Linked DNA regions of Gasterosteus aculeatus: region 1 is linked to region 2. Evidence: chromatin contacts called from public Hi-C data. All regions are on one chromosome and are shown on one strand. Each heading gives the region's core, a stretch centred on a gene start, on an enhancer-like site or on the middle of the called end of the contact. The rest is flanking DNA. Distances are from core to core; before and after follow the strand shown. Region 1 overlaps kaznb (kazrin, periplakin interacting protein b). Region 2 overlaps kaznb (kazrin, periplakin interacting protein b).

Region 1 (4,316 bases), core at 1,768-4,267, 50 kb after region 2:
ACATAAAATTGCCACCTTACCTCTTCCGGGTTTGTTCTAACTATTTGGGTTTCACCGCCCTCGTCTTACTCTTTTGGTTCACTTTCACCTCTCTTATTAGTGTTGTTTTACTATTAGCAGCTAAAATGCTTTATATTTCCTTCTTCAATTGGTAGAGACAACTTCTCTGGCATTAAGAATCCAAAACAAGACACTTGATCATAAGTAGTATGATCATAAGTAGCTTGTCTGCCTTTCTACCCGTGCACGGTCCAGGGAGCTTCTGGTGTTGCTCTGCACTTTGGTCTTTAATCACCAAACACTCGCTCAAACCACCAGCAACCAACAGGTTGTTGAACGGGAGGAAGCAGCTGCTCATTTCCTCCTCTGCTCCTCTGAGATCCGCCGTGGAGGCCAAGGTGCGACCTGGAGAGGAGCACCTATTATCAGTTGCCAAACTCATCTCGTCTGTCGTCCCCTAGTTCCACTCAAAGGCCTTGCAGCCATGTTCTCCTTCCACCTCTCATGGTGTGGTAATGACGAACGCTCCGTCAGCCCCTCCACTCGCTGAGAACGGTCGACGGGGGTTGCGGACGAAACGCAGTGCCAGAGGTCTTCGTGATAAAGGCTTGTCTGCAGGACTCTGGGGGCGTTGGAGGGACAGAGGATGCAGTGAGGAGGGTTTAGCTATCGACTTCTAAAGGAATGGGAAATGAAAGTCTGCTGATGGAGAATACAATTCTTCCACTCTATCAAAAATGATCATTTTTGCTTCTTGCCGCATTTCCCTTAGGCCTCAATTCTGCGCCCTGCTGGCCGTTTTCTATCATTGCCTCTTCTCTTAGTGGTCCCCATCATGTATCACCACATTGCAGCTTTCTGCTCAATTCCCCTTTATTGTGGTCATATTTTGTCTTCAACGGTTGGACATGTTGCAGTCCTCTCCAATGACATGCAGATCCCGGTGAGATCACTGAGCTGGCATCCACAGAGAAGGTGCATCTTTTTCACTATCAACTAATTGAGTTTCCCATGAATGAGTCTCCATTTCTTACCTTTTCTGCTGCAGGGTACACAATCACACGTATTGCTCGAGATGTGAAACATAACTTAAAGCGTTATAATCATCAACTCAATCATCCAGGTAGCGTGGAATAGATTGTAGTTGTAGCGGCAGCTTAATCACTGTCCTGATTCAAGGGAAATATCAACTACAGGTCATAACTATCGGCCGGCTGTTGAATGGAGCCCAGTAGCTGTCCCTGGGTGATGCTACAAGAGGATGTCCCTCAAGGTAAAACCTCATCCATTGGCAGACCGTGCTCCATCCATCTCTCTCTCTCTTTCTTCTCTCAGAGCTGCACAGTGATTTTCAGAAGGGAAACTGCAGTGGAAGTCAACCTGACAGAGCTCTCCCTGTTGATTTATGATGGACGTTTAGTTATGTATTGGCCAATCATTGCAGGCTGCTGAGAACAGGTGAGATTACAACTCCCAGGACTACTTGGAGCAAGCTCGGATAAAGAGATGAAGATGTTATTCTGTGAATAACAGAGAGTTTGGGGGATGCTTCTTCAATGTTAAACAATTCATCTTCAACTAATAGAACAGAAGTTGTAGTAGAAAGAGGCAGCTTGACGTGTTGGGGGAATAAGCCTATTTTCTTTCCTTTGAATGATTCCACTCGTGTCTGTGTGTTAAATAAGGAGCTGCAGGCTTAGCCTGGTTCAGCAAAAAGCCTGCAAACAGGAGGGAAGAGGCTCGACGTCAACTCATTAAATACACTACCAGGCACAGTGCACAGATCATATGTTCTTATGAACTGCACAGACGTGCGAGTGCTGTCGATCAAATGTGCATTAACCAAATGTAAGACTGTGTCTTCACGTGACCAAAGCCAGTGAACAGCATGCAGCAGCAGACGCAACCGTCCGTCTACACTGCAGTCAAAACATTTTTAGAGACCAAACAGGGATTCTCTGCACCACAGAAGACCACTCCCAGGTTAAATGCAGCACTGCAGGCAAATAACCCACAGAGAGGTTTAGGAGAGGGAAGGCTGTGCAGTACTCACAGCTGGTACCGGGTGTATTGATAAGGAGCTTATCACCTTGTCGGTGTGCGAAACGGCAAATCTGCAGAGGCTTTTGATTGAGAGGCTCCTCTTACTATCATGTGTTCCCACTCTAGAGGACAATTCCAATGAGTAGTAACTCTGAAGGACAATATTACTCCATCAAAGCTTCGTTGGTGTCTTCATGCAGCTACTTTGTATGCACGCCAAACACTGCACACTGTTTCCAATCTCTGGTCGCCTACGTGACATCCTCAATGTCCTTCTCAGGGAAAATGCCCATTGCGAGAAGAGAAATACTACCGAGTCCAATTACTGTCTCAGTATTGTCTTTAAGTGCTACAGTCTGGCACGGAATGAAAAAAATAATCGAAATGTTTAAAACATCGATAACATAATAAACTAATCGTCCATTTTAAATTCAAGCTTAGAGTTGCTGTGTTCCAGGAATGACTTCCTTTATTCGCTAATGCTACAAGATATAACACTTGTTGGAACAAGTGGAAAAATGAGCAACAGGGGAAGGAAGCGGAGAGAAAGATAAAAAAAGGGGCAGAGAAATGGAGGGGCATATCGAGTGTGAGAGAGAGTCAAAACATGTGAAGTCATTTATTATATTTCAACATTTATCTCTGCGAGAGAGAGAGAGAGAGAGAGAGGAGTTATCAGGAGGACTAAATTGAAAGACATCCAAGCGTGCAGTAGGAGTCAGTAAAAGGAACACACTCTCTCAGTACTCCGGGCTTCGCATACTGTTCGGCTTGAAGGGCCTTTCGTGAACATACAGTATGTTCACGCATGCACGCACCTGTGCTCACATACACGTGCACACGCAGAGATGGCTTACATGCAAAAGCAATTAAACGCAAACCACAACAGTGAGGAAGAAGTGCCAACCTGACAGCAGGACTTTGATTATTTTAATTAGAGGAATATGGCTGACTCATCCGCGAATGTAATTGGAGGAAAAAGAGGTTCGTTCTGCTGCCTGAAAACCGGTTTTAGGCTGCGACGACAGTCAGAGGCTACGACTACTTTACATGTGCTTTAGCGCAAAAGGGCAAAGCACTTATGCAAATGTGTTTGCAGAGACAAACTATGCTGATGAGATACTTTTATAATATGCGTTTTATTTAATGGCTCCGACTTATTCTAATTGAAAATGTATCTGACTTAAATGTGTTTAATCGGCTGTCTCCTGCAGCAGCCGGGAGTTACATTAATCTTCATGCTGTATTGAGTTTGTGTGACTAGTTTGGCTCAGAGAGTTGGGATCTTGTAAGGGATTATAACAGGATATTAATAAAACCCATGGAAAGCAAAACAATGAAAGTATTCTTTCTGTTCCAAAAAAAAATGCATGTGGGCAAACCGATTACCATAGTATCATTTTATACATTCATGCTGGATAAATGAATATGCTTCAGTAAATGTTCCCAAACAGTATCTTGTAATCTAGATTTAGATAGTTCAAGACGTGTTCGGGTAAACATGTGTGCCGACTTGTTGTCTGTTGGTATGTGTGATTCTGCCTGGGAGATGAGAAGAAAATGGCGACAAACACACAGTCAAATGACAGTGGGAGTGAAGATGGAAGCAGCAGGAGAAAAACAGTGTTTGTTGGTCCAGAATAAAAGGCAGTTTGTTTACCAAAGACAACAACCACATTGGACTGTGATTCGTTAACACCATTGAAAACGTAATGATTTATCTTATTTCTCCCTAAAGAGAAAAGCCATTTCTAAACATAAGCCACTGTTGTGGTGGAGGAGCTGGAGAGTACGGTGAAGGGCTCTCACACTTAAATACACAGCAGCACAACTGATACATCCTCTGGATTCAGCTGCATAACTTTGGATAAATATACAACATGTCCTCCTCCCCCTTTGCTGCTAAAATCACATTCTACTGTCACTTATAATGCAAACTATGTTTTTAAAAGTGCACTATCGAATGTCACCTATAAGAAAAAAAGTTGTAAAAGCTAACGCCACCAAAACAATCTTCATAAAGGTTAATTATTTTATTCATCTTAAATTATAAGATCAATTTAATTTAGACGTTAAGCTAAATTCCTTGGGTGATTGCATTGCATAAGAGAATGTCTGCCTTTGTTTTTTCAAAAGAATAACAATTACAGCTCAGACAAAAGCACCTGTCTGGCATTTTGTGTCACTAAAATATATTCTGTGCGGTTCATTAATAAAAAATACCATCTGCTCACCAAAATAACATCTCCAAGATTCACAACGGAGCAGAATCT
Region 2 (4,580 bases), core at 1,575-4,074:
GTCCTCCATGGACTAAAAGGAGCGAGACAGGAATCTGTTTTTTTGTTTTCATGCAGCCAACAGTGAACACACTATGTCAGCATTTTGGGAAACATGCCTGTCACCCTCTTGATGGTTTGATTGGTTAGCTTAGCGTGACGACTGGATGCGTTGGAAACGGCCCAAAATATGACAAAATGTGCCTATCGGCGCCTTGAAATCCGCGGCGGCTTCACACATTTTTAAATGAGGTGGGTAAGATGTATGAAAAATAAAAACACAATATAACGTTAAATAAAGTTGATAATTTTTTTTTAAATAGGGCCCTTAAACACAGATAGGTAAACCCCCCTGCATGCTCATGGGGGTTATGTGTCTGCCCCCCCGTCTCTTCTGCTAGGCTAACCGGTTACAGCTTCTTCCTAAAAACAGCATATTTCCCAAAATGTACAGCGATTTCTTTCGAATGACTTAAAAGCCAAACAACAACATCACCACCACTACCAAGCGGGCGGGCGGGCAGCACCCGGCAGGCCGACAGAACAGAGAGACAGGCACAAACAGCAGGAGAGCAGAAGAGCCGGGCAGTGCGGCGGCGTGAATACTTGCTGGAGGAGGCCACGCAGCGCTTACGTTGCACAGGGAGTGGGTCCGGTGACGAGGGGAGTTGATGTCGCTGGGCGTAGAGGAGCGGTCTCCGTCGGCTGCGGAGGCGTCAGAGATGACAGACGGCTGCCGAGAGTGGCAGGGGCTGATCCTGACCACGGCTGGATGTGCCACGCGCACATGTGCAAACAAACATTTATCCGCACGTGGAGAAAATACCCAGTTAGTAAGAAGTTAAAGTAAGAGAAACCTCCAGGAACCACTTTTGTTAGTATGTTTTTGTCTTTTAAAAAGCAACACACAGCGGCATGGGGACAGAGGAGCCGAGCAGGCGGAGCGGGAGGGCTCACCCTGTCTGTCCGCGGCGTGTCCGTGGTAGAGGGTCTGCTGGCTCTGGCGGATGGCCGCGGTGAGCGGCAGATCGGCCTGCATCACCCACTCCTGACTGCCGTTCACCACGGGCTCCGGGGGCACGGCCAACGAGTGCCGCTTCGGTACGTCTTTTGTCAAGGTGGCCAGGGACTGTTTTGCCTGGGAACGAGACACGGGAACATGAGCATGAACATGCCCACACACATTTTGTAAGATTTTTTTTAATTCAATTCAAATTGACTTTTTTTCGGAGTCCTAGTCTGTATTTCTTCAGGTCTGTTGTGCATTGTGTTAAACACTCCAAATGTTCCATATGAACAGCTTTTGTAGATAAACCATGAGAACTGTTTGCATGCGATAATGTGTGCAACCACACACTCAAACGTCCACCGTATTGTTTCTGGATTTACATTTTCAGTAGGAAGAAACAGTTAGAGGAATAGAGCCGGTCCTTCGTGGACTGGGAATGTTAGCAACAATAAAAATATTGAAGAACAGCAGTGCTATCCCTTTGCAGATTGTGCCAAAGCTGTAGCCTACATGTTTTCCACTGGATTACTGGAAGACTATGAACGGGCCTTTGGTGGGCACTTGGTGGTAAGATGAACAGATGGCAACACAAGGATCTTAAGAAGAACAAATAAATATGTTTTGCATCTTTGTTGCCCGCTTGCTTGACAGCGACGCAGCTCTTGCACTCATGTACCTACGAAAGGAAGCTTGACCTGAGGATCTGTGGGTGGCTATGACCCGAGAGAGGAGAGAGATTGATGACACACAGACAACTGTACCTCAGAGGCACTGACGCGGCGTGAGGATGCAGCTCACCGCACGTGTTCGAACAGATATGAGCACGGCCACATGATCACAGACCCTCGCCCGGTTTGCGTTTATGGCCTGAACACCAGAACCTGAACACTTGCTAATTCAAAAAAAAAGTTGCGACTAGCGGTCGTCTGCCAGGTGACTCACCATGGTGAGCTCGGCCTCCAGCTCTTTGACCCGGTTCTCCTTCATGTCCATCTGAGAACGCAGGATGTTGGCCTGCTCTGTTGCTTCTTTGGTCTGTCTCCTCAGGTCCCACTTCTCCCTCTCGAGCATGTCCTTCTCCTTCGCCAGGGCTTTTACTGCATCCTCACTCTCCTGAGGAACACACACACACGCACACACACACACACACTTAATTCTTGCCAAGCTCAGTGAACAGTGGAGCATTTCAGTCAGCAAGCATATCAGATGTACATTCCGTGTTACAAACCATTTTAAAGAGTGTATTGGTCAAAAAGGGTGGTATACCGTTACACTATATAGATAAATGGGTCGGGCCGCTCTTACCTTCCGGTGCTGGTCGTAGTTGCGTATGAATTCTCGCAGCTGGTCGTCTCTGCTCTCCAGTGTTGCGTACAGCTGCTGCATCTGACTCACCAAGTCCGCCTTCTCCACTTTTAGACGCTTACGATCAGCTTTCATGGCTGCGCACACACACAGAACAACGCATTCCTAAACCGATGGCCGCATCCAGGTGTAAATCAAGAATCCCTTTAACCTGCAATTCTAATGTCAAACGGATGTCAAGAGATTTGTAAGTCAGAAACCAGCCACTAGGTGGCACTCTACCTTCTGTTAAGGAAGCGACGCAGCTGATGATTTATTTGTTGTTTTGTGTTAGACAAGGTGATGAAATCCTCCCAAAATATAATTGGAGTGGAACATATTCATTCATACATTTAACTGTTTCGGCTGGCGGATTGTTGGCTCATCCCGGAGAAGACCAATTGGATCGGATTTCTTTCAACATCCAGAGACAACTCAGCAGCGATGATGCAACAAGTGGGCCCCTTTGCCAGCAATGATAATAACAAGGGTGCCTTGAGAGTTTGTGCTCAGCAGAGAGACGAGGCTGGGACCTGTACATTTCACAACTGCACACAGGTGTCACGCAGGAGACAATCCCACTGACAACGTTTCAGTCTTTCCATATTTTACACTCAACATTCAAACCTGTTTTTCCGCAGTTACTCAATACAGTCCTCCGGCTCGCAGTTTACCTCCTGCAACTCAGAGCAGGCGGTGAGTGTATGAAGGAAGCCCACATTGGTCTGCAGTTTTCTCCAAAGTATCCATGTGTGTGGGTCTCACGTGTGAGGAGGATTGCTTTTACTCTCTGGGTGGATTTGTTGCTTTGTTTGTTGAAATGAATGCTGCATTCTACAATGCTGCAAGCTTTTATGTGGGAGTGAAGCTTCTGTTGCATGATTGATTAAGATCAATCAAGATATGGTGAACCTGGAGTCCTCTTGGCTGCAGGTGCAACAACACATACTTCTGAGTTGTACCAATGTCGAAAACACATGCGCATATCCAGTTTCTCTTGTCTACCGTCATAAAAAGCCGGTTGTAAACATAATAATGGATCATGTTTCTCTGATGTTTCTCTGTTGCCATTTGTGTGCACATGTTTGACACCTTTTACGCATAAATCCAAAAATATTAAATGTATTTTTTATTGCCATCATATTTTTTGGTCTCACATAAAAAAAAAGCATGGACTTAACCACCTGAAGATACATGTGTTACAGACAATGTGATTCCAGATTATGTATTTAACTATATGAAGCGAAAATATTTAGGGCATCTTACTTTACACGATGAAAACAGATATCGACTCGCCGCTGAGTTGAGCCCTGTTGTTCATTTTATATTTCAATACAGATCAAGGCGAGCTTGAGTGCCATGAAAGACTCCAGACTTCAAATAAATATATTAGTATATCATTGTTGGGTTTTAACCACTCAATGTCACAACTGGAAGCAATGTCAGTCTGGAGAAAGAAAACGGGGTTTTTTAATGGACTGTAACAGATTGAGCTTACCGGGAGCAAGGCAACGCTTCTTAGTGAGATAAGAATGGTGGATGAACAAAGGGCAGTTCGTATAGTTGGAAATCCACTGTCTTTGCTCTATAGAAATATTAGTGAATTAGTTAAAATGTGATTCATTAAATTATAGCTTACTAGTTATTGTAGATAAATAAAATAAAATAAAATGTGCTGGTCTAGAACAAGACACTTCAAAACAACGATTTGGATTTGTTAACATTTTGAAGAACTCGATTGAAAGGCCATATTTCTTTCCAGTACATTTTTGATAGGAAATGTAACGGGTCACTGTCAGAATGTACATAATTCTGTGTATGTGCCACATCGGGTTTATCGGCAATCCCATAGAGGGAACGTGTATCATGACAAAAAGACAGACTAGTTATTTTCTTTGCGGAGATAAAGAGGGTTCCATTACAACAACATCTGGCGTGATGGAATTCTAAAGCATGGGAGGTCATACCAACAGCACAAACCGCTCTCTTTGCTGTATATAAACGGTGACTTTTCTCCTCAGGAAAGAACGGAGAGCGGAGATGAGGAGATAAAAAAAAGCAGCGCTCGTTGGCTCCTGACCTTGTAAGGCCTCCTTGGCTCGGTCCAGCTCCTGCTCCTTGTCACCCAGCTGCACCCGGAGCTCCGTGGCCGAGAGCAGATTGGCAGAGCAGCCTCCCTGGGTCTCCTCCAGGTCCTTACTCAACATGTCCTTCATTTGCCTCAGCAGGTGGACCTCCTCTTGAAGCTG

What was found. Hi-C and Micro-C count contacts between places; a contact is called where the count stands out from the background.
Region 1: a Hi-C map of whole body shows a contact between it and region 2, with 4 times the contacts expected there. The contact joins two enhancer-like sites. A contact is called at or near these places in 6 of 6 Hi-C or Micro-C datasets (blood and trunk muscle, liver, skeletal muscle and 2 more).

The regions. Positions count from the first base shown.
Region 1 is chr17:9,056,089-9,060,404 of fGasAcu3.hap1.1, forward strand. All of the region lies in intron 2 of kaznb (kazrin, periplakin interacting protein b), which reads right to left. Among protein-coding and RNA genes, the nearest start is that of kaznb, 21 kb to the right of the region's middle. Within about 2 kb of position 3,018, at least 1 of the 9 cell types and tissues checked has open chromatin away from gene starts, as enhancers often do.
Region 2 is chr17:9,006,312-9,010,891 of fGasAcu3.hap1.1, forward strand. kaznb (kazrin, periplakin interacting protein b) reads right to left here. Exons shown (of 9, transcript XM_078092027.1): 5 at 4,412-4,580; 6 at 2,293-2,429; 7 at 1,930-2,100; 8 at 936-1,116; 9 at 1-12. Among protein-coding and RNA genes, the nearest start is that of LOC144383002, 3.9 kb to the left of the region's middle. Within about 2 kb of position 2,825, at least 5 of the 9 cell types and tissues checked have open chromatin away from gene starts, as enhancers often do.